7 separate regions of the Mus musculus genome follow, and regions 1, 2, 3, 4, 6 and 7 are each linked to region 5. A link is a contact called in public HiCAR-type, HiChIP or PLAC-seq and promoter capture Hi-C data. All regions are on one chromosome and are shown on one strand. The core of a region is the stretch at or near the end of the contact, and the rest is flanking DNA. Distances in the headings are between cores, read along the strand shown.

Region 1 (3,670 bases), core at 304-2,803, 1.7 Mb after region 5:
ACAAACTAGCTCTGCTACACTGTCACAAGACAGCAATGGAAACAAATATCCCAGAACACTATATGACAGTTAAACACACTAAAAGCAGATACACATAAACAAAAAACAGTATGTTACTTTAAAAATGTGTTGCAAAAATATGTAACATGATAAACTTACCTATAAGTGAACAGAAAAATACCAGCTACAGTGTACTTAGATATAATAATAAATAAATCTAAAAAAGAAAAAGAAAAAAAGAAAAAAGAAAAGAAAAATACCAGCAAGTTTTGTAAATGGTAACACTTGCTGCCACTGGAGAGGGATGTGAGATTGGGGATGGTAACACAGGAGAACGGTTTATAATTTGTAAGTTTTAGATTAAAAAACATAAATAAGAACATTGTTACTATCTACATTTACACCAAAGGCTTTAAACCATTATTAAAATTTTGGCCAGCCACTACTACGCAAGACCGCAGGAAAGCAAAATTAGAAACAAACAAAAGAAACTTCTAAAAATTCCCTATCTTTCTTACCATGCCCTTCGGTCCCAAAGTGCTCTTCACCAAGTCTCCAATGGCGATGGCACCGATAAACGACGACTTAAATTATAAAAGAAAAATCAGAAAAGGCGGTCAGAATTTACCCTCACAAAGCGTTGGATTTTATCATTTAAAAGCAACAGACGGGCTTACCAGGCGAGCTGTCTCGGCCCTCTCTTCATCAGCTCCAGCCTTGAAGATATTAACAGGTGCGAGGGAAAGGGAAGCCTAAGAGAGGAAGCCAACACACGCCGTTTGAATGCCAGTACTCGTTAACACCCGTCCAGGGCCTCTCACTAGATCGGGAAGTAGATTATCTAAAGGAAAATTGGTTTACCATCTAATTTCAGGAATCCGTCCTGGGAGTGGGGTATTTACTTAAATGGGGAGAGGGACGCTCATATGGGCGCCAGGAATAAATCATCACACCGACCCACTGGTCTGAATGGCAAAACTAAAGGCAACATTGGGCCGGTCGAGCACGGACCAACATAGCTACCTAGCTACCCTCCATCTTCCGCAGGCAAGCACGGCCACTCGCCCTTCCAGCCCCGCCCCGAAGAGGGCGGAGCCAGCAGGTCCTGCTAGAAACTTCTTCACTTGGGGTGAGGACCGGGGGTCGCCAAGGTCCCCTAGCCGAGAAACAGCCCTGATCTTACAAAGAGATGCTGACTTAGTGTGCGTTCCCCCTTCCCGTCCCGCGCGGAGAGCTCGGTCACCCGGTCCCACGCAGGCCTCATGCCCGGCCCGAGCCATGTGCGGAGGGGCCAGGAGGCGGCCGCTCGGAGCCTGCGACTCCGGTTAGACAAGAGGACCAGCGGGGCGGCAGGACACAGCGGGGCGGAGCAGGGAGCCTAAGTCCTTGGCCGAAAGCTAGGCTCACCATGGTTCCGACGGATTCCGCGTAGAGGAGAGAACCCCTCACAATCCGCGCCGGGAAGCCAGGCCGGGGAAAGAGAGAAAGGCGGAAGTGACGACACGCTCCGCCGCGGGGGGCGGAGCCGGACGCACGGGTTTCCGCCTCCTGCGTGGCGGGCTGGGCCGGAAGCGTAGCGGCTCGCTGGAGAAGGGGCGGGACCTCAGTTGGTGGCGGAAATCATTGAGCTGTGGGCGGGGCTAGGGGCGGGGCCAGGGGCGGGCTGCTTTAGAATAGAACTAGAGAACAAAGAGACAATGTACCGCGCGGGTTGCCGCGGAAACCAAGTTCCTGCTGACATATATTTTTAAAATATAATCTTTCAAAATTTGTTTTAAGGTCAGACGTACATTTTCAAGTGTTGCACACTAATCATTTCTATTATTTACCCTTCCTGGAGGCAACCATTCCCATTTTCGTGCTTATTTTTTCCTTTGGGAAAGTTATTTATCAATAGATTACTAAATGATTTTTTTATAAAGGAGTCTTCATTTAATCTTTCAGACATGATCTGACTGTGTAGCTCTGGCTTAGCTCGGAACTCACGTTGTGGACCCAGGCTGGCCATTCTGGGATGCTGCTTCTGCCCTACCTCAGCTTCATTTGTTTTCTCGGGGGGGGGGGGGGGCACCCTAATATAACTTACATGACTTCAAAGCAGAGATCAAGTCCTAAATATTCCAGTTTATCAAAAATAGTTTTCTCGGGAGCTGGAGCTATGGCTCAGCGGTTAAGAGCACTGACTGCTCTTCCAGAGGTCCTGAGTTCAATTCCCAGTAACCACATGGTGGCTCACAGCCATCTGTAATGGGATCTGATGCCCTCTTCTGGTGTGTCTGAAGACAGCTACAGTATACTCATATAAATAATAAATAAATAAAACCTTTAAAAAAATTAGTTTTCTCGGGCTGGCGAGATGGCTTAGCAGTTAAGAGCACTGATGGCTCTTCCGAAGGTCCTGAGTTCAAATCCCAGCAACCATAGGTTGGCTCACAACCACCTGTAATGAGATCTGATGCCCTCCTCTGGTGCGTCTGAAGAGTCAGCTACAGTGTACTTATGTATAATAATAAATAAATCTTTGGCTCAGAGCGAGCAGGAACTGAGTGGAGTTGACCAGAGCAAGCTGAGGTCCTAAAAATTCTATTCCCAAGAAGGCTCGCAACCATCTGTACAGCTACAGTGTACTCACATAAATAATCTTTTAAAAAAAGAGAGAAATGGTTAAAACATACATAGTCTAGGGAAAAGCCCCAAAACTAATGCAAAAAAAAAAAAAAAGTTTTCTCGGCGCTAGCGAGATGGCTCAGCGGTTAAGAGCAGTGGCTGCTCTTCCTGGGGTGCAGAGTTCAATTCCCAGAAACTCCATGGAGACTCACAACCATCTAATGCCCTCTTCTGGCATGCAGGTATACATGCAGATAGAGCACTCATTCATATATATATATATATATATATATATATATATATATATATATATTACATAAATCATTTTTTAAAAGATTTCTCTTGGAATTGGAGAGATGGCCGAGGGTTAAGAGAACTGACTGCTCTTCCAGAGGTCGAGTTCAATTCCCAGCAACCACGTGGTGACTCACAAACATCTGTAATGGGATCCCATGCCCTTTTCTGGTGTGTCTGAAGACAGCGACAGTGTACTCACACACATAAATAATTCTTTAGAAAATATTAATTTTTGCCGGGCGTGGTGGCACACGCCTTTAATCCCAGCACTCGGGAGGCAGAGGCAGGCAGATTTCTGAGTTCGAGGCCAGCCTGGTCTACAAAGTGAGTTCCAGGACAGCCAGGACTACACAGAGAAACCCTGTCTCAAAAACACCAAAAAAAAACAAAAACAGAAAATATTTTTTTCTCTTTACTCTTGACACCTAAGGCAAAGCTCTCGTGCTTAAAAAAAGAATGTTAGTTTTCCTTTTATCCACTGGTAGGTAGCATTTATCTCTCTGATCACTTAGCAAGTACTTATATTTCTGATACTTGCCGACACTCAGTCATTTTCCATTTTTAGTTATTTTTACCCTTAGATATAGTAAACTAATTTATATTGAGTTGGCAAGCTATGGAGAGTCAAATCTAGTTATCAACTGCTTATAAAGTCTTAAGCACTTAAAACTAATTATGTGTGCATGTGTATGTGTAGACATGTAAATGCCAGAGGACAACTTGGAGAAACCAGTTTTGTCCTGCCATCACAGCTCCCGGGCCCTGA
Region 2 (3,701 bases), core at 481-2,980, 1.9 Mb after region 5:
CTACTGAGTTCAAGTTGCCATTGTGACCGGCTCTGCTGGCTGGGAAAGGCTTTTAGATTAGCCTCTGGCAGTGTTTACCAAAGCACAGCACAAAACCCAAGGTCGGTTTATGAGAGAATTTCAGGGCAAGCATTTTCTGCTGTCATCCTTATTATGCACATACAGTTTGGGTATGGAGTACCCCCTCCCCCAAAAGGCTTATTGCTGGTCCCCAGCTGGCGGCTGAGAGGCGCCTGGACTACAGAAGCACCTTACCAAGGGATTAGCATACTGATCAGCTCACAGCTGAATGGCCTAGGAGATGGGGACAGTGGGAACACACAGGCCACTTGGGTTGGGCCTCTCAAGGGCCTATCTTGTTCCTGCCTCACCCCCACCCCTTCCCCAGCTACTAAGGAGGAAACTCAATTTGAGGACTACAGGCCTAACTTTCTCAAGTTATCCTGAACTACAAACTTCCAGATTTAACTTGTGCAAGTAGAGAAGAGTTTTCCCATGAACCTTTTGCTCTGCAATCACTTCCTACCATCCCCAAGCCTTACCTAAAACCCTGGGCAAATGCACAGCTCTACAAAGCCTCTTATACTAACACAGACTTTTACCTGGTATTTCTTTCTATTGCATTTCAGGGCTTTAGGATTTTCGATGATTTCTCATCTTACATATACTGTTAAGGCAGCTATGGATATATAGACACTATGATTAAGGTAATAAAAATAATATGACACCGATGAGGATTTTAAAATTTTTGTAGACTGATGTGATTTCTTTTAAGGAAAAAAAAAAATCCTTTCTGTGATAAGATCTGTAAGTAGAAGCCCCTTTTAGGGGCACGGGGAGAGCATCCTGAACCGGTACCTTAAAAAATAACCAGCAGGGCTGCCTCAGAGGTTAAGAGCACTGACTGCTCTTCCAGAGATACTGAGTTCAATTCCCAGCAGCCACATGGTGGCTCACAACCATCTGTAATGAGATCTGATGCTCTCTTCTGGTGTGCCTGAAGACAGCTACAGTGTACTCATATACATAAAAATAAATTTTAAAATTAAAAAAAAAAGTAACCAGCAGATGTAGGAAGGTGGGAGGGGGTGGCGAGCTGGAGGGATGGCACACAGGGAAGAGACGACTGCAGCTCAGGCTGGACAGCACACCTACATGGTGACACCTGACAACCGACTCCTGCAAGTCGTTCTCTTACCTCCACCCCTATTAATAATACACATATAGATGGGAGGGAACTGAGTGTCACAACGTCCAGTGTTAAGCAACCTTCACTAAACACGAACGAAGCTAAGCGCTCTTTGCTGACTTTATCAGCACGGGGCTTCGGGAACGACAAGACGGACGAGCCTATCCAGGGTCTGCGACTGATGCCCTAGCCACCCCGGCACCTTTGTGTTTGGCGGTGCGGAGGCGGTGACGAGGACTCGGGGCCCAATGAGCGCCGAGCTTCCGCCCCGCGCGCCGCGCCTGCGCACTGACCTTCACTCTCCCGCCGGAGTCAGGTCCAAATTCCGCCATTCTCTTGAACATATTGTCCCCGGGAAGGAGCCGCGGCGGCCAGGGAGAGAGCTCAGGCCGGCGGGGTAGCCGCTCCCCTCACGAGCCGGAGGAGGGCGGGTCGCCTGGGCTCGGGGAGCCGGACAGCCACCTCCTCCACACGCGCCGCGTCGGGGTCGGCCATTCAGCCCCGAGCTGGGAGAGCCGAGCGGAAGGGCGGGGGAGGGCGGCGGCGCATGCGCAACGGGCTCAGGCAGACAGTGCGCACGCGCGAGGCTGCAGCCTTCCCCGGTAAGAGCCTGATGAGCTGTTGCAGCGGATAAAGAGAGATGGGGATAAATTTTAGGCAGAAGTTAAGGGTAGGGAAGCACCAAAATGGTGAACGTTTGTAGCTTTAGGGTTGAGATAACCCCACACACTTCAAGATGATAGACTCTGGAATCAAAGCTTCTGATTGGGCAGGTCAGATAACTGGGCGTGGGCTTGGTAAAGAATATGCTGCCAAGCCTTGTGACCTGAGTTCGATTTCCAAGGCCAACATGATGGCACTACAGAAATGACTCCACTTCCCGCTCTTCATGGCTCAATCTGTTCTGCTGGCCATGTTCAGTCTGACTTTTCCAGATTCGTCGGGAATCTGTTTTCTCCCTATCTACAGTAAAAACCTCCTAAACCATGCCTAAGAGGGTCATGTTCTTATTTTCACTCACCATTCTTCTCTCTCATACCCTTCCCCAGTTGGAACTCTTCTTTCCAACAAGCCCCCCTCCTACTTTCATGCCCTCTTAGTTCGTGACCTATTGGCTTTAATTGGCGTTTCCTGTCCTACTATGGATGTGGGATTCTTTACCGAAGCAAGAGTAATTTATCAGTGGTACCTTACTAAAGAAAATGGCATCTCTTTCCCAAACAGTCATGAATTTTCAATAGTCCCTCTGGGAAGGGTGAGGCCCCTGGACCCCTCCCGCCATCCATGTTGAAATGTTAACATGCAATCGCAGGTCCTATGCAGATAACCGCAGCTGCAGTAAGTTCATGAGTGCAATGGCCACGTTGTGGCCAGAAGGTGTCGTTTTTGATACATGTCTCTCCATTCTCTGGCTCTTTATACCCTGAAATATTCCCCAATCTTGGAAGGAGTGGTACAACTGTCCCGAATAGTGCTAAGCACACCACCATCTCTTATTCCTGGGCGTTTTGGCTAGTTTTGGGTTTCTGCATTAACCACTGCTCATTGCAATAAACTTCTCTGATGAAGGCTGGGCACAGCACTAATCAATGAGAATAATCAGGAGACCGAGAAGCGAATTTAACAGCATGGTCAATCAATTTTTGCTAATTTTTAAAGAAAAGATTTATTTTATGTATGGGAGTACACTGTAGCTGTCTTCAGACACACCAGAAGAGGTCAGCGGATCCCACTACAGATTGGTTATGAACCACCATGTGGTTGCTGGGAATTGAACTCAGGTCCTCTGGAAAAGCAGCTAGTGCTCTTAACCACTAAGCCCCCAATTTTTGCTAATCTTTAATAAAAGTATTTTTTTTCACTGTATTATCTATTGAGAGAGAGAAAGAGAGAGAGAGAGAATGAATGTGGGTCCTAGAGATCTGGTTAAAGTCATCAGGCTTGATAACAAGTACCTTTACTTTTGCCAGCCCCTGTTTTTGATAATCTTGGCTGTTTCTATAGTCATCCCGTATTTTGAGGTTGTCCTGGCAGCTCTTGAGTATGTCCTAACTCTGTTTCTTAATTGATATCTAAATGTCATTCCCCTTCCTTGATCACCTGATATAAGCTTAGAGCTTCTAAGGGAGACATTCCCTCCAGGAAGGAGACAGGAGGTTCCTGAGACTTGGAAAGTAAACAACTCACAGGCTCAAGAAGTTCTGAAGCTAACAAGATACACGAGCCGCCACCCCACCCCCCCAAGGTTAAAGAAGCAGGAAGGGATGATTGGGGGAAGGGAGGAGACAGAAGTCTAGGACAGAGCCTGTGCTCATCCTGTGGAGTTGACTGGGGGAGACTCTGTCCTACTGAGCTGCTTGAGAGCCACCCAGCAAGCTCAGGGTTGTCGGATGTCCAGTCACCACCCACTGGGGCCTGGGCTTTTCAGTGATGCAGTTGCCTTTGAGGTAACCCTGTTCCTGTGAGGGGCCCCTCACCCATACTCTCATGAGTAACCACAGTAGTTTCACCG
Region 3 (3,779 bases), core at 1,115-3,614, 1.7 Mb after region 5:
AGGTCTCCAGGAAGATTTCTTGTAAACAGTCACCATTACTTCTTAACAAAAATATTTACTCTCACACAAGGATGTATGCATAATTTTTTATAGATGGAAATTATAGAATTGTCTGAACATTGCTTGGGTTTTTTTTTTTTTTGTTACAGACTTCCAAGTATTTTCTCAAGTCAATTTATATAGACTTATCTGTTTATCTTTAACAGTTATCTAGATTATAACAAGGTAATATAAGGAGATCTATACTCTAATAAGGTAATATAAGGAGGAGATCTATACTCTAACACAGTAATAAAGGAGATCTATAACACAGTAATATAAGGAGATCTATACTCTAACAAGGTAATATAAGGAGATCTATACTCTTAACAAAATAATATAAGGAGATCTGTACTCTAACACAGTAATATAAGGAGCTCTATACTATAACAGGGTAATACAAAGAGATCTATACTATAACAGGGTAATACAAAGAGATCTATACTATAACAAGGTAATATAAGGAGGAGCTCTATAGTCTAACACAATACTATAAGGAGGAGACTCATAACTTGGTCAATTCACTTTTCGCCTACCCAGATTCCATGGGGTGCTGAATGGGACACTGGGGCTGTGAGGAGGGAAGCGTCTGTCCCAGAGTTTACTCGGCATCCGGGATGACCCAAAGTGCTGCCAGTTTCAGCATGTGATTTGCACATACTTTGCTGACTTGTAAAGTCACCCCAGGTGACATTATTTGGCCAGTGAGTGGGGAAGACTCTGGAGGAGGGGGAGGAGCCTGTTTCCTGCTGTACAGCACAGAGCCACATCTGGGAGACAGTAAGCACTTCTGCATCCATTTCCAGTAGACAGATTTTTAAATTAATAGTTACCTTTATTTGTGTGTGTGTGTGTGTGTGTGTGTGTGTGTGTGTGTGTGTGTGTGTGTGTGCTTGCTCAGGGGTGGAGCTTCCCGCTCAATCGTTCTGCCACGCCCACTGGTGGAACGTGCCGCTTTGCTGTTTGGAGTCACACACGTGGTCACCCTGCTACTGAACTCCGAGATTATTTGGCGGGAATCGGGCCCCCTCCCCCTTCCTTCATAACTGAGTGTCGGAACAGTAAAATTGAGCTTTGATCAGAATGCCTGTCTTAGCTGCATCATTTTCTCTCGCCGCCTAGCCCCTCTTCTCTTCCAGGTTTCCAGAATGCCTTTCCAAGCTAGAACCCAGGCTATGATCTGCTGGCCGGACACAACATGCAAGATCCCACAGAGGCCAGAAGACAATGTTGGATCATCACCCCACACCTCACATCCAAAGCTGCCGTTAAAGACAGTTGTAAGCTATCAGATACAAGGGCTGGCTGGCGTGGATATGGCGTGGATATGAGGGCTGGCGTGGAACCTGGGTCCTCTCAAAGGGCAGCACGCGCTCTCCACCTTTGAGCCATCTCTCCAGCCCCCAGCAGCCAGACCTTGGAGGCCCTCGTTCTTGGAACGGTCTGGCTCATCGTTGCTTTTCTCAACTGGACGCGATTATGGACGAGAAGTACAGAGCTTTAATGGCCATTTAAATGGGTCTGGAAAGTGTTCCCACCTCTGGAAAGTGCCCCCCCCCCGGGTGCATTACATTCTAATGAATTAATTAATAATTACATTCTAATTAATCTATGCTTTTGAAGGCTAGTCAGCCTTCCTTCTTGTCCTTTGTCAAAGAGAGGATTTGTGTGTGTGTGTGTTCGTTTTGGCAGAAATGGAGACGGACCCCAGGGCTTCAATTCTGCCATACGAGCACCCTACCACTGAACTCCACTTCCAGCTCAAATGTACCCTTTTACAGTGTGGCAAGACGCTAGCTGGACACAAAGCAAGACTGTACAAATCAGAAGCCATTGCTTCTGATTACATATTGGTTAAGGCTTGTTGGAACTGGAGAAAATCTGTAAAGGATGTAGGCCTTTGGCAACACTTTGAAGGATGCATCCTGGAAAACTTAGCAGCGGGTTGTTGTTGTTTTGTGCCCCACTCAGGATTGAAGCAGGGCCTTGTTCGGGTTAGGTGAGTTGTAACACAAAGGAGATGACTATGCATTCAAATATTTACAGTTTTACCTACATAGTACAAATATAGGTGTTTTTCATTTTTACTTCTCCACCTTTGTCACAGTATTTTTTCAATTTGGGGGGGGGGGGCGGGAGATCAGGAGAGAGTAGATAAGAGATCAGGGCTTAAGTGATTAAAGACAAATATGTGAGTTGGACAGGACGTCCCAGACCCTGCCTGTCCGGCCTGTCACCAGACACTCAAGCTGCTATCAGGAGCACTTTATTCTGTCAAAGTGACTGGCTTTTGTCACCGAATTCCGGGTTATAAAGAGAGGGTAGAAGGGTTCCCGAGCAGTGAGCACAGCCAGCCCACTCCCTGACAGAGTTGGTGGGCAGGGGCTCGCCTTGCAGCCCGTTTCACATGGGAAACACCATCCGGGCCTTCGTGGCTTTCATCCCCACCGACCGCTGCCAGAGTTATGTGGTGGGAGACCTCCGGGAGATGCCCCTGGACAGGATGGTGGATCTGAGCGGGAGCCAGCTGCGTCGCTTCCCACTGCACGTGTGCTCCTTCACGGAGCTGGTGAAGCTCTACCTCAGCGACAACCACCTTCACAGCCTGCCTCCCGACCTGGCACAGCTGCAGAACCTGCAGATCCTGGCCTTGGATTTCAACAACTTCAAAGCTCTCCCCCGGGTGGTGTGTACCTTGAAACAGCTCTGCATCCTCTACCTGGGCAATAACAAACTCTGTGACCTCCCGGATGAGCTCAGCCTGCTCCAGAACCTACGGACCCTGTGGCTCGAATCCAACTGCCTCACCCGGCTGCCCGATGTGGTGTGTGAGCTGAGTCTCCTTAAAACCCTGCATGCCGGTTCCAACGCCCTACGTCTGCTACCCGGCCAGCTCCGGCGCCTGCGCGAGCTCAGGACCATCTGGCTCTCCGGCAATCAGCTAGCTGACTTCCCCTCGGTACTGCTTCGCATGCCCTTTCTGGAGGTGATCGACGTGGATCGGAACAGTATCCGCTACTTCCCCAGCCTGGCCCACTTGACAAATCTGAAGCTGGTCATCTATGACCACAATCCTTGCAGAAATGCCCCCAAGGTGGGCAAAGGGGTTCGCCGTGTTGGGAGATGGGCAGAGGAGACACCAGAGCCTGACCCCAGAAAAGCTAGGCGGTACGCACTGGCCAAGGAAGAGAATCAAGAGCCACCTCCTCCCCTTCTTCCTTCCAGCTCTTGAACAGCTGAGGTTGAAGGCCAATTCAAAGGTTACCCCACTGCTCCGAAGGCATCTCATTAGAGCGGAAGGGATGGTCCTGGCTCATCCCAGGGCTGATGGAGAGAAAGCCAGGTGAGATGCTGTAAAGGAATAGGGCGAAGAAAACATTTCCAGCCCCCAGCACCTCTTCCTAGGGGGAAGGTGTGTGCTGTTGCTGGCCTGGAATCCAGGGTGACTGTCACTCCTGTGCCAGAAGCAGTTCCTTCACACGAGCTATTTTGAAACACCAAAGAACAAGACCAGCCACAGCACTCTTCCACCACGCAGGAGTAGCTGGTCACAAGGCTGGTGAGTGCTTCAAAGACTGTATTTGTTAAAATAAAGAAAACAACGCCACCAGCTGCTCAGTGGCCTGTCTCTAGCTCTCTCTAGCTCTCATGCCTCTTTCCTTCCCGAGAACTTCTGCATAGTACCAATGTACTGCTGTTACTAATTTGGTTCCTGAAAGGGACAACTCTACCCAATCAGT
Region 4 (3,612 bases), core at 795-3,294, 1.5 Mb after region 5:
GAAGGAGGTGGAGCAGACCGGACATAAACAGGCACTTGGCGTTTGCTAAATAGTGGAAGGAATTCTTTTAAATTGGCAGCTAGCTGTAGTGGTCAGGGTTTGTGCCTCTGTTTCCCCAGAGATTAGCGTCTCTCCTGCTACACACTCAGAAGAGGGAACACTGCGCATGGAGAACGGGTTCCTTCCTCATCAAAGAGGCTGTGCAGTTTAGTTTGAGGCTGAAAAGGAAACTGTAATAACGATAGTAATAATAATAATAATAATAATAATAAGTAGGTACTATGTAGAATACATGTTCCAGTAGCTATAGAAGAGGTTTATAGAAACAGCATTATAGAGAGCTCTGTGGCAAATGGGTCTAGCCAGTGAATTGTGTGAGGCTAAAAGCTCTTCCGGGAAAAGCAAAGACCAGAGACCGGGTTTCTCAGTAGTAGAAGGAGAGAAAGTCTACCTTTTGCGTCTACAGGATGAACGATGGTTTCTCTTTCAAAAGAAATGTGTCCGGGCAACTACCACAGGAAGCACACACCAATCAGGACCCAGGTAATGGCATCAGTGTGTGGGGCACACACCAAGCGGTACCCAGGTGATGGCATTAATGTGTGAGGCACACACCAAGCAGGACCAAGGTGCATGATGTCAAACCTGGCCTCTGTTGCAGGCAGGACTCCAGGGGGCCGAATGCAGGCTCAAAGGAACACAGTGACTCTCACAGCTTCATTTGACTTTCCTGCCATTTCCAGCAAAATCTAAACCACAGAAATGACCTCATTATGCCTGCTCCTTTTGGCCGTGACCCAGAGTCTTACAGTGCCTTTGATGGGACCTGCCTTCTTTAGCATTGGGCCTTAGTTCTTTCCAGTCTTTACAAAGCTCTCATTTGTCACACACTTTACAAAACCCAACAAAGTCCAGGATCCAGTTTTCGAGCGTGCTGCTAACTGCCCTGGAGCGAGTGCACCCTAGACCACCCTCATTCACCTTCACGGAAAAACCCTGGACCGTGTAAAAGCTTGGCCACTTTTCCTTTCCAGAGGAAGTCTGAGCCCGGCTAATTGAAGCCAGGCTAACACTGACGCTCCCAATCATACATCAAAAAAAGGGTGATGGAGGCAAGGTCTTCCTAACACGTCCGAAAGACCCACCATAAGAACATTCTCCCTATGAACTGTGAACAACTGTGCCGCCATGTTGGATGTGGAGCAGCGAGAAGGCCTGTGTACTGACGCTGCTGTCAGTCACACTCATCAGGGAGAGGTTCAACTGCAAACGCAAACAGCCGTCCAGCTTCATGTTTTTAAAGTGTTATGAACAAGCAGAAAGATGGGATCAGGAAGTGGGCGTTCCTTTGCTGTCTTCGGCTGATTTGAAGTTAATTATGTTAAATTATACTAAGACATTTTAATTAAAATCCTACCCTTTTTGTTACATGGTATTTAGTCATCTCAGCGAGAAGACAGAGCTGGCATTTTTAAAGCATTTAAAGGACAGAAGGAGTGAGCCCTAATCCATTCAGACAGGTGATAATCCAGGTGCCCACTCGACTCTTAATGAGGAAGAAACCTAGGTAAGATGGAAGCCTGGATTTGAAAAACAATTAGCCATATCTCTGATTTTTGCTATCAACGAAGCGAGTAGAGCCTGTACTTCCCTACGCAGGAGTTATCTGATAGTGTTCTTCCAGGGGCGAAGCGTAAGTGGACTCCGCGGCGCAGAGAGTGAAAGTGAGTGGAGACAGAGACAAGGCTCAGAGAAGAAACCGTGGTGCCCAGTGGGCTCTTACCTTCAAAGAACTGCTGCAGAGCCTCGTTTTCACCCAGCACATCCATGGTGCTGGGGTTCTAATGGCTGCTTCCTCTTCCAACAGGAGCTATGAGACCTCAGGAGTAAGTGCTGTCCTTGGGACTCAAAGCCTAGGAAAACTCCTGGAAGGTCTCCATAGTCTTTTTATTGACGTGAAGTGGTTTTTCAGCCATTCCCTTAAGCCCAAAACAATGGCTAAGTTCTCGAATGTGATTATAAAACAAAAAGGCGTGCAGCCACACAGGGAAAAAAAAATCACGAAGAGGGAAGTAATGGCAAATCTATCTCTCAGGAACTGCTTCTACTTTGCCTGTGGGCTTTGTTTTAAGGACCTTTGTCCTTGGTGATACATGTAATTACATAAATGGGCAATAAATGAAGAGCCTTATCTCTTATAGGTTCTTTACACCAGCGTTTCTTCCATCTCCACCTTCATTAAGCAGATCTAGTCAGCCAGAAAAAAAAAAAAAAAAAAAAAAACAGTTGTTTTTCTTTAATCTCAAAAATGGGGAGCATCAATATAATCGGTTTTGGTGGTGGCCAAAAAGACTGGGTTATTTTAAAGGCTTTGTTAGAATAAAAAGTAAAATTTGTTCAATAGTTTCAAATGTAAAGTGCAAAATTATATTTTCCTCAGTACACACTTAGACGACTATTTCTTCAAACACACACACACACACACACACACACACACACACACACACACACACACACACGAGACAGGATTTCTCTGTGTAGCCCTGGCTCTCCTGGAACTCACTCTGTAGACCAGACTGGCCTTGAACTCAGAGAGATCCTCCTGCCTCTGACTCCTGAGTGCTGAGAATAAAGGCGTGCGCCACCATCCCCAGGCTTCAAAACCTATAAACGTTAAATGTGTAGACTAAGTATGAAAGTCCCTCTGTAAGTACATCCTTAGTTTGAAACGTTTAAAACTAGTTTTGCCTCACAATCTTGAGACAGAACCAAATAAAAAAGCGTCTTCGCTGCTTAGCTCTCCTTTGTTTAGCAATCGCCTGAGAAACATAGTTAGAAGGTAAGCTGTCATTCTGCCCCAACCTTCCTCTTTTCTGTCCAACTTTTTATTTTGAAAACCATCATGAGCCTAGCAAAGAAATCTGGAAGAACGAACGCTTCCACAAAATACCCAGAGGCTTTTCTTCCAGATTTATTAGTCATTACCTTCATACTCTTCCTTTTTCCTTTTTCTTTTTTTAGTAGATAAAGTTTCTTTTAGGCTGAGCCGTATTACAATAAGTCGCTGACATCTTGACATGTCCTCTAAATAAGTCAGTATGTGCCCCGTACAGTAAAGCCATTCACTTGTGTCACAATTTCAACTACAATAACATCAATTAATATTATTATCTTGCTTAGTTTCTCCTGATCCTGAAATAGCTGTTATATGACTTCTGGTTCGCCAGTACAGTGTTCAGTAAGTGTTCCTGAGTGGCCTTTGTTAGTTTTGTAAACCTCAGAGCGCGGTTGAGGATGTGGCTCATTCTGTAGGTCAAGTGAAGGCTTAGCACACAAGAGGCCCTGGGTTCTAGCCAGAGTACTAGAAACTAAATAAAGGTAAATACGTTAGTTAGTTAGTTAGTTAGTTAGTTAGTTAGTTAGTTAACAAGCTAATTAAATAATTAATTGACAGACTAGTCCTCTTGCCACTTCCATTGATTGCTCATTTATGATTTTGGGTGTTTGTGTCTGACCAGTCTACTGTCTTATAGAATGTCCCTTGTGAATTTGTCTCTTGTTATACTATCAGGATTAGCATCCATGATGTAGGATATTTCTAACATGTATTTT
Region 5 (3,609 bases), core at 391-2,890:
CCTATGCCTCCTCCTGCCTAGGAGCACTGGAATTATAAATGCGTTCTACTGGGCCCAGCCTCATGTGGGTTCAGGAGATTCAGACTCAGGTCCCCAAGCTTGCACAGCAAGCACACCCAACCCAGAGTCACTACCTCAAGTCCCCGTTTTGAAATGTTACAGATCTCACTGGAATGTTGGCCCACATAATTCCAGAACATAGGAGCCTGAGACCAGAGGATTTGAATTTGAGATCACCCAGGGCTACAAGCTGGGGCCTTGTCTTAAAACAAAACAACCCAAACAGGCAACAAACAAGAGTTGGATATGGAGCAGCCTCTGAACACATGCATGGGTGCACAGTATATGCAAAACCCTGGATTTAACCCCCCCCCCCACTCTAAGAGCCAAATCCAAAATAATCCTTTAGAACCATCACAGGACCAAGGTATATAATCCGAATATATTAATGCCAAAATGAAATCCATCAGCTTGTACAATTAATATATACTAAGGGAGAAAAGTCCGTAAAGTCTTGTCTTATGTTGAAGTGTCCTGTAAAGTCATATACGATGGTTGGAGGTTGTAATCCCAATACTCTGGAGGCTGAGACAGGGATCAGGAAGAATTCAGTAGCAGGAGCAGTAGTAGGAGCTAAGACAGCAAGATTTGGCTTCATGAGAGCAAAGATGTACCAAGAAGCCAATGGAAAGACCAAGTGGCTGCAGGGTACGGTGATGATCAAACCGGACGAGCAAGAGGACAGTGTCTGCACGAGACCTATCTATTTGTGTGAAGTGACAAATTCTTCAACTTGCAAATGAAAAGACTGTACCTCCTTTGTTATTCTCACGGGATTATGAAACCGCTACACCATGGCAAATCTTAAAAAGATAAGCATCCCCCAAATTGTTTCACAAAACTACCTTTTATGTCTCCCCCCCCCCCAACTAAGGTAAACAGAAGTAATTATTTGAGACATGCGTTTTGTGATAGGTATCATTAAATATCAGCACAAGAAACATCATGGAAGGCTGTAAAGTTCTCTAGACATTGTTTATCTTATCACCGTAGCAAACCAGATTCAGGTTTCGGCAGTGAACATAACTGTTCTTAACCATTTACATATTTTTTGGATTTTGAAGTCGTAGTTTAAAATTCCACCCATTAACTTCTAGCAAAACTTAAAACACTTTTACTTACCATAATAGGTGCTAGCAGTCATTGACATAATCCAGAACGCTAGGGAAATGCAAATGATCAGGCTCAGTATTACTATATTGGTAATCATCTTTATATACCTTTTGCACGTAGTGTCGTCACTATCTGTCATGGAAAATAGAGCTACGAGCACCTGAGGGGGGGGAATAGATAGCATTTCAGATGAACCAAGTCATTCAAGTTTCTTGCAACAATACTCCTTTAGAGGCATAGAGAAATACCAACATCTTCCACCAACCGAACGACAAAATAGAATCGTAAATCCAAAACGTCTAGTCACTGCTGCAGGCGCAGCGCTCCGGCTCGACCCGGGGAGGTTAACGCCGCCCTTGGAAAAAGAAGGTGCAGGGAGGATGCACAGAGGACCCGCCAGGCCAGCAGGGAGGCCGGCAGCTCCCACCTAGAGGGACCCGGAAGGAGCACAAACGACCGGTGGCCAATGAGCGGCCAGCACCGCGGAGCCCCGCCCCTCCCCGCCCTCGGACCCCCCCCCCGAGCTCCGCCCCCGCACGGCGCGCTCCGCCCCCTGGGCCCCTGCTCCAAGTCTGCCCCAGCTCCACCTCTGCCGTACGCTGCCCGGGCAAGCGAACCAAGGCTGGGAACAGCGCGGGCGAGCGCCTTTACGTCCCCACCCCGCTGCCCCGGGAGTCGCTCTGGTCTCTCCGCGACTCCCTCCGTGTACGCATGCGCAGCAGCCCTGCTCCGCTCACGTGACTCGTCGAGGCGGAAACCCGGCTTGAGTTTGCTTAGTGTCTCTTTGCGGGTCGGAGTGCTGTTTCTAAAGCACCTCCAAAATAGACGTTAGGACAAATTAGGTCTTGGGATTTGTGGACAGCCTAGACTTGAAAAAAAAAATGTCACCAGTAAGGGTGGTGTGGGTCACTAAAACCTGCCATTGATGGAATAATGAACTGCGAGTGAATTTAGAGCCAGTAATGGGTTGTAACTTATGAAGCATTCATACCAGGCGATAGGGTGTGGACGACGTAGGAGTTTATCGTTAGAAGCGAAATTACTTAGAAAGTAGCTTAAAACAATGGCTTGGCTCTTAACCTGGGCCAGACTCAACTGGTACTGCGGTATGTAAACATAAATATAGTTCCCACGGTTGAGCTTTTGTATAATTACTGTTCTAACACACATTGTGGAAGTGTCTGTCCCCATCCACTCTATCTGTAAAAGTAACTTATTCGTCTGATGTATTGTCCTCTTGTAGGGCTCACTGTTGAATAAGCTCACCCTTTATAGTTCTTTCTAGAACTCTGGCTGTCTGGTTCAACCTAGCTGTTCTGGCTCAAACTCCTCACCAAGCTGCCTGATTCAATCTGGCTTCTCTCAAGTTCCCATTGAATTGTTCTGCCTAGCCTCAAACAACTCTGGCATTTTGTTCTAATCACCTGGCTCCTTCTTGTTCTCTGGCTTTAGTTGACTCTGCTCACCTGCAATGAACTTCATAGACTTGAAACAAACAAAAACCACAACCCGAACTCAACTGCAACTGCACCGCACTCCTGGCACTGCCTCCCACCTCTGACTAGCTGTCTCTCCCTGCACTGGGGCTCTTAAAATAGCTTCTCTTTCCTGTGCTGTCCTTGTAAGATGCATTCTGTCTCTGACTCATTCTGTCAAATCTTTCGATCTTTGTTACTTTGTCTGGCCCTCAATTAGACATCACTTTCACACCTGGCTCCTTCCTTCTAAAAACGAATTTGACCTTAAAGGACTGTACTCAGGTTGTATCCGTGTTCCAGGCAGAGGGGTTAAAGGGATGTGGCCTGTCTGCGATCTAGCCAGATCATAAAGATCTAGGTCTTTGGATGTAATCCCTTGCTAGAGGAGCCATCTTGCTGGATTAAAATTCCTCTACAATTTCAAGGGTGTGTATCCTGTCCATTCATTTATACAGCAGACCATCCTATTCTCAGATAATCCGAGTCTTGGGACTGATTTCACCTTTTATACATGGGTACTATTGTGCCAGTCCCATGTGGTTCTGGGGATTCAAATCCTGTTCTCAGGCTTCTACAGAAAGCACTTTATCCACAGTGCCATCTTCCCAGCCCCAGTATCAAAACAAAGATCTCACTAGATGTGGTGGCGCATGTTATTAATCCCAGAACTCAGGAGGCTGAGGTTCATTGGGAGTTATTTTGTCCAAGTGAATAGTAACAAGCTGACAACCACATATTTCCGAAGTGTTTCCAGCTACTTGTTGACAGTGTGGGAGGCAATGGAATTATTTAGATATTGTACACAATTGTGACATAACCCAGTCAACCTTTAAAAGCTTACATTTCCACTGCTGGGGGAAGGGCTTTTTCTTTCCGGTCAGGCTATATTTCTTTTGATGTACATGGGATGTCTGGTGGCTGAAACCATTTTGTATCACGGTGGGACACATTTGTAAAA
Region 6 (4,054 bases), core at 665-3,164, 1.6 Mb after region 5:
CCCCGAAGCTCCTCCACCTCCCTGCGCGCCCCATCTCAATGGAATGTCCAGTTAAACTCATATCCCACCTTTATAAAGTTCATGTTGGGTTGAAACAACCAACTACTAAAGGAGCAACTGCTGACATTTGAATGTGTTTCTACTGAGTATGCTCAATAAATGATTTACTCGAGGTCGCATGCTTGGTGAGAGATGGTTCTGAAAGTTATCCGTTTTCGTTAGAGCTAAGCCTTTGTGAGACCCGCTCAGCAGAAAAGCATGGGTTATCTAACCCATACAATACATACAAAACTAACGTTATATCCTAGCTTCCATTCTGCCACGGCGTAAATATGAGGGGTGGGCAAGTCCCAGTAATTTTTCCATTAAAAAAATATATATATATATCTGTAGGGCATCCACGTATACTGCAGAGTAGAGGCATAAAGAAACTCTGAGGCAAAGAATATGTCTCAGAGTATAGAATTACACTGATTCAAAAGTACAGCTGCATTTAAACAGAGACATCAAAGCTCCACAAAGAAACTGAACATCAACCAGGCAGTGGAAGGTGAGAATCATTCGCTAGCACAAATGACTTGCTATGTAAGCAATGAGGCGTCTCATCAAGCACGCTCATTCACAAAAGAAGGCATTAATTCAAAACATCCTTGGGCCGGAAAGAGAAAAAAGTTGAAAGACGTCTGTTCTTATAGTTAAGAATGCATTGCTGAGTAAATCTGTGTAACTGTTAAGTTCAGTTAATATATTCCCCTAGGGCCTTGAGGAGTAGATTCGGAATGCAGTGTCTATTCAAACATGAAAAGTCCTCTGAAAACGCACAGTCCTGGTAAATAAATAACACATGCTAACTGAACAAGGCCCCATAAAACTGGTGAAATATTTAACAGTATCAAATATTTACAACGATGGGCTGCATACCTACTCTGCCTCCTTTTCCTCTCGATTCATTGTTTAGAAACAAAAACTTAAGAACAGTGTAATGAACAGAAACCGGGTCTTTCAAGAGATTTACAATAGAACGGTTTGTTTTAATCCTCTTATCGGCCTCTCCTCCAATTATGCAATCATTCCAGAGCCAAAAGATCACAGGGCTCTTTCCCTTGACACGGGGGACACTGAGAAGTGTCTAAACAGGTAGGCTGGGAACAGGCAACATTTCCTTGAAACTAAAGTGCCTCTGGGGCACCAGCTCTAACTCGGAGGAGAGTGCGCCAGCCAGCCATTACGGATCGATGTTTTAATCCCCAACAACTGGCAACTCTTCGCGTGCTGCAGCGTCCACCCGGCACCATCCTCTCCCCAGCCTCGCTATTCCGCGGGCGGCGGGGGGCGAGCGGCCCACGCAGGGGGAACCGCTGTTCTCCCACTCCCGGGGTCCCGATTCCCGAAGTCAGGCTGGGCCGAGCGCGGCGGGGGAGACCCCGGGAACCGGCGACCCCCGCACATCCCCGGCCAACCGCGCCGCCCGCGACTTAAGCAACTCCGCGACCGAGGCCGCGCGGGCCGCCAGGTGAGCGCCGGAGCCGCCGCCCTTCGGGTCCCCGGGGCTCCGCAGCGGGCGGGCGGACGGGCGGACGGGCGGGCGCGATCCGCGCCCTCCCCGCCGCCTCCTGCACCTGCCCGGCCGCGCTCCGGGCCGGCGGGACAAGGGCGCGAGGCGAGGCGCCGAGGGGGCGGTGCTCACACCGCCCGCCTCTCCCTCCCGCCGCCGCACTCACCTGCCGGATCCGCCGCGGCCGCCGCCCGCGCTCGGCAGCGCTCGCAGAGCCGCAGGGTGCGCGTGCCCAGCTCGGGAGACGCGGAGGACGGCGGCGGACAGACGCCGCTCCACTCCGCCGCGGCTGGCGCTCTCTGCGATGGGAGCCGAGGGAGGGAGAGCCGACTGCGCCTGCGCCGAGCGCCGGGCGGAGAAGCGGCCGCCCCTCCCCCTCCCCCGCCCCCGCCCCGGGAGAGAGGGCGGGACTAGAGGCGGGACCGGGAGGGAGTGGCGAGGGGGACTCGCGCGCTGCGGCGCCCCCTGGCGACAGGAGGGGCTCGGTGCAGGCTAATCCACGCGCGGAGTCCAGGGTCCCTCTACAGCGGTTTCCCTGGGAACCACTCTGGCTGGAAATCCTGTGGCTGCCTTTGGAGGATGTGAACTCTCCTGGGATGGTAAGAGGCTTTGGACTGTGTATTGAGGACAAGCAGAACCGACCTGAAATTCCGCGTCTGTGGATACCTGAAGCTGGAGTAGGAGGTTAGGGGCCCGGGGAGGGGGGGGGGGGGGGGATGGGATGGGCGGGGAGCTGGTAAACCCAGATCCTTCCACTTTCAGTTTCCAAAGACCGTCTCTCATCTTTTACAGGAACTATATCTATTGTTTTGTTTTGTTTTGTTTTGCTTATCAAACTTCCATCCCACATTCGGGCTTCCAAGTTGGAAAACAAAAAACAAAGTACAGACAGAATCAAGCCCTGAAAATCAAACTCAGGGATGGGGGGTGGGAGGGAGCAGTCATCCTCGGTATTTCCGCCAATGTTTGTGATACTCAGAGGCAGGGGCTGCCATTCTGTTGAGTACATCAAGGAGGTGGTAATAAAAAGGAAGCTATGTGTGTGGTCCCTGTGATCAGCCACCTACTGACCTCTGTGACCTTAGGCGAGTTCATCTGCAATATCGCCAATCTTCTCACTGATAATTGGAAATAAGAATGTCTACCTCATCAAGGTTTTGAGAGTTAAGTGGTTTAATATATGTAATTAGTGTACCTCACCACATTCTGTGACACAGTGAGTCATACAGAAACACACATGTGTACACACACACACACCTCTACAAAAAATTCCTACCATCCAAAGACTCAAACAAAAGGAGACAAGTTTACTATTAAGAGAAAACTTTATGGGCTCCCTGTTTTACACATTTTTTTTCTAAAGAGATGTTCACACACACACACTTTTTGTTTTGTCTTGGTTTTCGAGACAGGGTTGGCCTCGAACTCAGAAATCTGCTGCCTCTGCCTCCCAAGTGCTGAGATTAAAGGCATGCACCACCACTGTCCGGCTCACACACACATCTTTTATCATATGGAATTGGTAATTACTTAACCCATGCTCCAGTTTCTTTGTAAACCATTCCCTGATGCTCGCCTGCCTCCCAACCCTAACTCCTTACCTGTGATCCCAGAACACTGTATTTCAGTGGTTCTCAACCTTCCTAACACTGTGACCCTCTAATACAGTTCCTCATAGTGTATACTAACCCCCAACCATAAAATTATTTCCGTTGCTACTTCATAACTGTAATTTGGCTACTGTTATGAACCTTAACATAAATATCTGTGTTTTCTGATGTCTTAGGTGACCCCCTGTGAAAGGGTCATTTGATCCCAGAGGGGTTGCGACCCACAGGTTGAGAACTGCTGCTTTAACTCTTGCAGTGCATATTCCCCATGAATCATAAGTAGACTTTCCTCTCTTTTCTCTTTAGTCTGTGTCTTGAGAACAGGCACTCTGCTTGACAGAGAACTCTGTAAAGGTAGGAAGAGGAGATGGTTGACACACAGGGAGAATGCTCTATTTGGTATATGAACATTTGGAGGATTGGCTCTTCAGTTTATTCAATGTAAGACCCAAAACATCACGGGTCTACAGAAGACAGTAATGCTAATGTGTGTGAATCCCACAGTGACCCACATGTATGTTAACTACAAGATCATCTGTAGTCTTAGAGAGTGGGCTCTAGCACTGTTTGAGAATGGGGAGAGTTACTGTAGAGCCATGACTAGAAATGGCTCCCAGAGGCTCATATATTTGGAGCTTGGTCATTGGGAATTATTTATATTATAATTATTATAATTGGGTCCTTGACAGGGATTAGGAAGTGTGGCCTTGTTGGAGGAAGTGTGTCACTAGGGGTGGACTTTGAGATTTGCTTGGGTGACCTCCACCCAAGCAAGCTTCCAACTTGTGAAAAGGAATTTATAAAAAGCTTAGGGGTTGGCATAGATGCACACACCTCACATCCCAACACCCAGAGAGCAAAGGCTGGTGGATCTCTGAGTTCCAGGCCA
Region 7 (3,511 bases), core at 875-3,374, 1.8 Mb after region 5:
CATTTTCCAGACTTTAATTCAACATCCCAATCTTGGGCTCTGAACAACTGAGTTCTTCAAACACTAAGGGGCTACCGCATCATTCCGAGTCTAAACACTACAACTTATCTTCACTCACACTTTCCCACGGGCTAGAAAAACACCCCCTTTGTTTATTATCAACAACCTTGACAGAGATTTGAGGGGCTGGGGAGACTGCTCCCACGTCGAGTGCTTGCTGACTGAGAAAGTGAGAGAACCTGAACTGGCACCGACAGCACCTCCATTATAAACTAGATGCTGGGCCATGTGCCGATAACCAGTAGACCTGGACTGGGGACATGGGGCAAACACAGGACGGTCCCTGGGGCTTGCTGGCCAAGCAGCCCAGCCGGAAGTACAAGCTCCAGGCTCAGGAGACCCTGTCTCAAAAGGATCATCATGATCATGGTGCTGGGTAGTCTAGGTTCACCTCTGGCATTACACACACAGAGAATTTGTTTTTTAATGAAATAAACTTTTCTTTTGCATAAGACAGTATATGCAACTCGTCACTTCAAATCATTCCCCTCATTCATGATATCTTCCCTTCCAGTAGTCGAAAGAGAAAGTACGAGAGAGAGAGAGAGAGAGAGAGAGAGAGAGAGAGAGAGAGAGAGAGAAACAGTATAAATCCTAACGTAAGCATAATAAGGGCAGATAATGTCACTGGTTTCATGAAGATGACTTGTGTATATTGACACCACCACAAGGTCATTTGCAACAAATAAACTATCTGATAATAATTTAAAACTCAATAAAAGCGGAAAATAGCTCCATTATTTCCTACAAACCTTTTATCCGTAGTTTATCACCTAAACTCAGTTTACTAACAGTGCCTACAAGATTTTCTTCTCTAGGAAAGTCTCAGTTTATTGGAGTTAAACACTTCATATGCTTAAATCAACAAACACCTCTGTCCCGCTGTGGGAACACCCCCACCCCGCGTTCCCACAACTGGACTACACGAAGAACCTCCGAGGAGAAACTGAGGGAAATTATATATATATATATATATATATATATATATATATATATACATATAATATACATACATATGTGTGTGTATATATATGTGTGTGTGTATATGTGTGTGTGTGTGTGTATATACACACATATATACACATATATATAATTAGCTCAAGAAATGACAGTTCCAAGTATGAAAGTAAACAAACTGGGGTGAAAAAAAAGGATACAATTCTCCAGCCTTTTGCAGTCAACTTGTGCAAGGTCCCGACTGAAGTCTTAACAACTGTGACTTCGGATGAGCGCAGGAATTCGGAAGGCTGATTACAGAATAGCATGGTTTTTTTTTTTTTTTTAACGTCAGCAAGAACACGGGGAAACTCCTCTGAATCTACGAATCTCCTCAAATCTTTGTTTTTAAGAAGTAACTCCCAACAGTTTCAGTTTGCAAGGGAGCAAAGACCCTTCGAGGAATGGTACTGCCTCACTGACCGACCCTACGCAGGCATCCAGACCCAGTTAAGTTTCGAGCCGAGTCCAAATCGAACCTCCGGCGACCCCGACGCAAGCCCCGCAAGAGATCGCCAGCATCCACACAGGGAGCGCCCCACCCTCGGACTGACTACACCCCTGGGACACAGGATAATTACTGAGACGGGAAGAGGGGACAGATCCAAGAGGCGACGAAAGTTGGACACTGATGTCCAGTGCAGTCTGGCTGTCCCGGTCCCCAGCGTCCGAGTGCACAGACCCCACAGCGGAGGCACCGAGCCCACTTGCCCGATGCAGAGAGGGGGTCGCAGCGCCGACGGCCGGGCCCCGCTACGGAGTCCCCCCTCTGCGGGCGGCCGCGGCTCCGGGAACCCCGCTCCGGCTGCGCCCCGCCCACTCCGCGGCCCCGCATCGCGCCCCTTCCCGGCCCGCGGGCCGCGCGCGCTCCGCGGCGGCCGACGAACCCCTTCCCCGGATCCCCGACGGCTGAACCTGCAGCGGACAGCCGGGTCCGAGGCTCGCTCGCCCAGCGCAGGCCCCGCTCGGCGTCCCCGGCTACTCACCGTCGGCGCGAAGGCGCTGCGAGGGGCGCGGGGTGGCAGCCGCGGAGCTCCTCACTCTCCCCGCGACCTGACCCCCTGCTCGGAGCCTCGGCGCCTGTGTCTACAAGGCCTCTCTCCAGCCCGAACCCTAGACAAGCACTTCCGGGGGAGCGGGGGAGGGCAGGGGTTTGGCACCGGAACTGCTCCCAGGCTGGAGCTGCCAGCCCTCCCGGGAGGGGCGTGGCCTCTGCTCCGGGCGCCAGCGGACCCGCCCCCGAGCCCCGCCCCCGGGCTCCTTGCTAACCCCTGTGGTCCCGCGGGCCCCGAGCTACCGCTGGCACCCCTTATTTTAACGCCTGTTAGGATCGCTCCCTTCTACTTAATTCTACAGGGGCCCGGAGAATCTAATTTCGCCGAGCCCGGAGCATTCACCGGCTTGCCGACCGGCCGGCGGTGTTATCCTTTCTCGCTTCTGTCCCGCGTGAAAATGCAGTTGACATTTATCGAAGGAAGGCTTACGGCGTGGTAGACAGGGCATTTATTACGCGATTCGGTGGCGTTAACTCATTTAATAACCTTCAAACTCCTGGAAATTGGTGCTTTTATTCTCTGTGTCTTACAGAGAAGGAAATCGGCCAAAGTATCGGACTTTACCACATATGCTGGCTCTTGGTTTTACTTTAATTTGTGGTATGCGTAGAACTCTCATTTGCCCCAAACAAGACTTTTCAAATTATTCAAAGACGGGAGCCAAATTATTTCCCTATATGGGTCATCCTTTGCACTTTAAACAAAGGCTGAGATGATGGGCTATGCAATCTTAGTGCCAGGATCCTGTTTCTTTACATTTCACCCTGGTGTGTGTGTGTGTCGTGTTCATCTCTGGATTGTAGACGTTAAAAATAATATAATGCATAACGCAATAGTAAGCATTTCAAAGTACCCAGGACTGAGTACGTCCGCACAATTCTTATACCTAACCAGTAACTAGCAATAGAGAAGACCTGGGCACTTTTGAAACTTACCAAAGACAGACAGTATGAGAGCCTACAGAGTCAGTGTCAGGCAAAGAAGTGAGACGATCTTAAAAGATTTGCTCTGTCACAAAATCAAGAAACATCAAATATTAAAGGCAGGTTTTCAGTATGAAGCAAAGCCCCACATGGAAGAAAAGGGCTCAAACCTGACAAGCTATTTTGTTTCCAGCAGTCTAAAAAGGCTGAGGCAGGGAGAGTCCGGAGAGTTTCTAGCCAGCCTAAGCTTTACAGTGAGTTTCCAGACAAAGGTGGCCAGGACTATGAAGCAAGACTCTTGTCCAAAAAGAAGGAGAGGAGGAGGAAAAAAGGAAGAGCAAAAAAGAAAAGAGTTTCTTAGCATGCATAGTGTCTGTTAAATACTGCAGGGACAAGTGTTAAGACAATCTGCTTTGAGAAAGGCAGAGTAAAAGAAAACCCCTTATTACAAATTTAAGATGCAAACAATGCCATCAC

The links. Promoter capture Hi-C pulls out the DNA fragments that hold promoters and counts their contacts. HiCAR-type assays count read pairs that join an accessible place to other places. HiChIP or PLAC-seq counts read pairs in DNA pulled down with a chosen protein or histone mark.
Region 1: a promoter capture Hi-C map of second pharyngeal arch cranial neural crest shows a contact between it and region 5. The contact joins the promoter of Cct2 here to the promoter of Tmem19 in region 5. A contact is called at or near these places in 4 of 39 promoter capture datasets (cranial neural crest, embryonic stem cells, hippocampal neurons and 1 more) and 1 of 9 other capture datasets (macrophages).
Region 2: a contact with region 5 is called in a promoter capture Hi-C map of liver, with 3 times the contacts expected there. The contact joins the promoter of Yeats4 here to the promoter of Tmem19 in region 5. A contact is called at or near these places in 4 of 39 promoter capture datasets (hippocampal neurons, liver and pre-B cells), 1 of 115 datasets of contacts at active chromatin or transcription factors (astrocytes) and 1 of 9 other capture datasets (adipose tissue).
Region 3: a promoter capture Hi-C map of stem cell-derived epiblast-like cells shows a contact between it and region 5, with 2.4 times the contacts expected there. The contact joins the promoter of Lrrc10 here to the promoter of Tmem19 in region 5. A contact is called at or near these places in 4 of 39 promoter capture datasets (the C10 cell line, cranial neural crest, embryonic stem cells and 1 more) and 1 of 115 datasets of contacts at active chromatin or transcription factors (acute myeloid leukemia).
Region 4: a contact with region 5 is called in an H3K27ac HiChIP or PLAC-seq map of embryonic stem cells, with 12 times the contacts expected there. The contact joins the promoter of Myrfl here to the promoter of Tmem19 in region 5. A contact is called at or near these places in 3 of 39 promoter capture datasets (frontonasal cranial neural crest, hippocampal neurons and stem cell-derived epiblast-like cells) and 2 of 115 datasets of contacts at active chromatin or transcription factors (astrocytes and embryonic stem cells).
Region 6: a contact with region 5 is called in a promoter capture Hi-C map of liver, with 2.9 times the contacts expected there. The contact joins the promoter of Rab3ip here to the promoter of Tmem19 in region 5. A contact is called at or near these places in 5 of 39 promoter capture datasets (cranial neural crest, embryonic stem cells, liver and 2 more), 1 of 484 Hi-C or Micro-C datasets (neutrophils), 3 of 115 datasets of contacts at active chromatin or transcription factors (astrocytes, large pre-B cells and pancreatic cancer cells) and 2 of 9 other capture datasets (adipose tissue and embryonic stem cells).
Region 7: a contact with region 5 is called in a HiCAR-type map of astrocytes, with 6 times the contacts expected there. The contact joins the promoter of Frs2 here to the promoter of Tmem19 in region 5. A contact is called at or near these places in 3 of 39 promoter capture datasets (liver and pre-B cells) and 3 of 115 datasets of contacts at active chromatin or transcription factors (astrocytes, large pre-B cells and pancreatic cancer cells).

Annotation. Positions count from the first base shown.
Region 1 is chr10:117,062,299-117,065,968 of GRCm38.p6, forward strand. It overlaps Cct2 (chaperonin containing Tcp1, subunit 2 (beta)), which reads right to left and starts at 1,554. Exons shown (of 16, transcript NM_007636.3): 1 at 1,408-1,554; 2 at 678-752; 3 at 519-584. The coding sequence starts at 1,410.
Region 2 is chr10:117,222,777-117,226,477 of GRCm38.p6, forward strand. It overlaps Yeats4 (YEATS domain containing 4), which reads right to left and starts at 1,731. Exons shown (of 7, transcript NM_026570.4): 1 at 1,483-1,731. The coding sequence starts at 1,533. It overlaps Gm31963 (a long non-coding RNA gene), which reads left to right and starts at 1,710. Exons shown (of 4, transcript XR_872061.2): 1 at 1,710-1,791.
Region 3 is chr10:117,042,977-117,046,755 of GRCm38.p6, forward strand. It overlaps Lrrc10 (leucine rich repeat containing 10), which reads left to right and starts at 2,365. Exons shown (of 1, transcript NM_146242.2): 1 at 2,365-3,779. The coding sequence starts at 2,447. The coding sequence ends at 3,271. Gm10747 (a long non-coding RNA gene) reads left to right here. Exons shown (of 3, transcript XR_872056.2): 2 at 580-819; 3 at 1,162-1,709.
Region 4 is chr10:116,894,835-116,898,446 of GRCm38.p6, forward strand. Myrfl (myelin regulatory factor-like) reads right to left here and starts at 2,045. Exons shown (of 25, transcript NM_001033333.3): 1 at 1,784-2,045. The coding sequence starts at 1,829.
Region 5 is chr10:115,360,627-115,364,235 of GRCm38.p6, forward strand. It overlaps Tmem19 (transmembrane protein 19), which reads right to left and starts at 1,641. Exons shown (of 7, transcript NM_133683.4): 1 at 1,426-1,641; 2 at 1,183-1,333. The coding sequence starts at 1,312.
Region 6 is chr10:116,948,539-116,952,592 of GRCm38.p6, forward strand. Rab3ip (RAB3A interacting protein) reads right to left here and starts at 1,915. Exons shown (of 11, transcript NM_001359645.1): 1 at 1,722-1,915. 4933412E12Rik (RIKEN cDNA 4933412E12 gene) reads left to right here and starts at 2,024. Exons shown (of 3, transcript NR_038026.1): 1 at 2,024-2,154.
Region 7 is chr10:117,146,350-117,149,860 of GRCm38.p6, forward strand. It overlaps Frs2 (fibroblast growth factor receptor substrate 2), which reads right to left and starts at 2,125. Exons shown (of 10, transcript NM_177798.3): 1 at 2,043-2,125.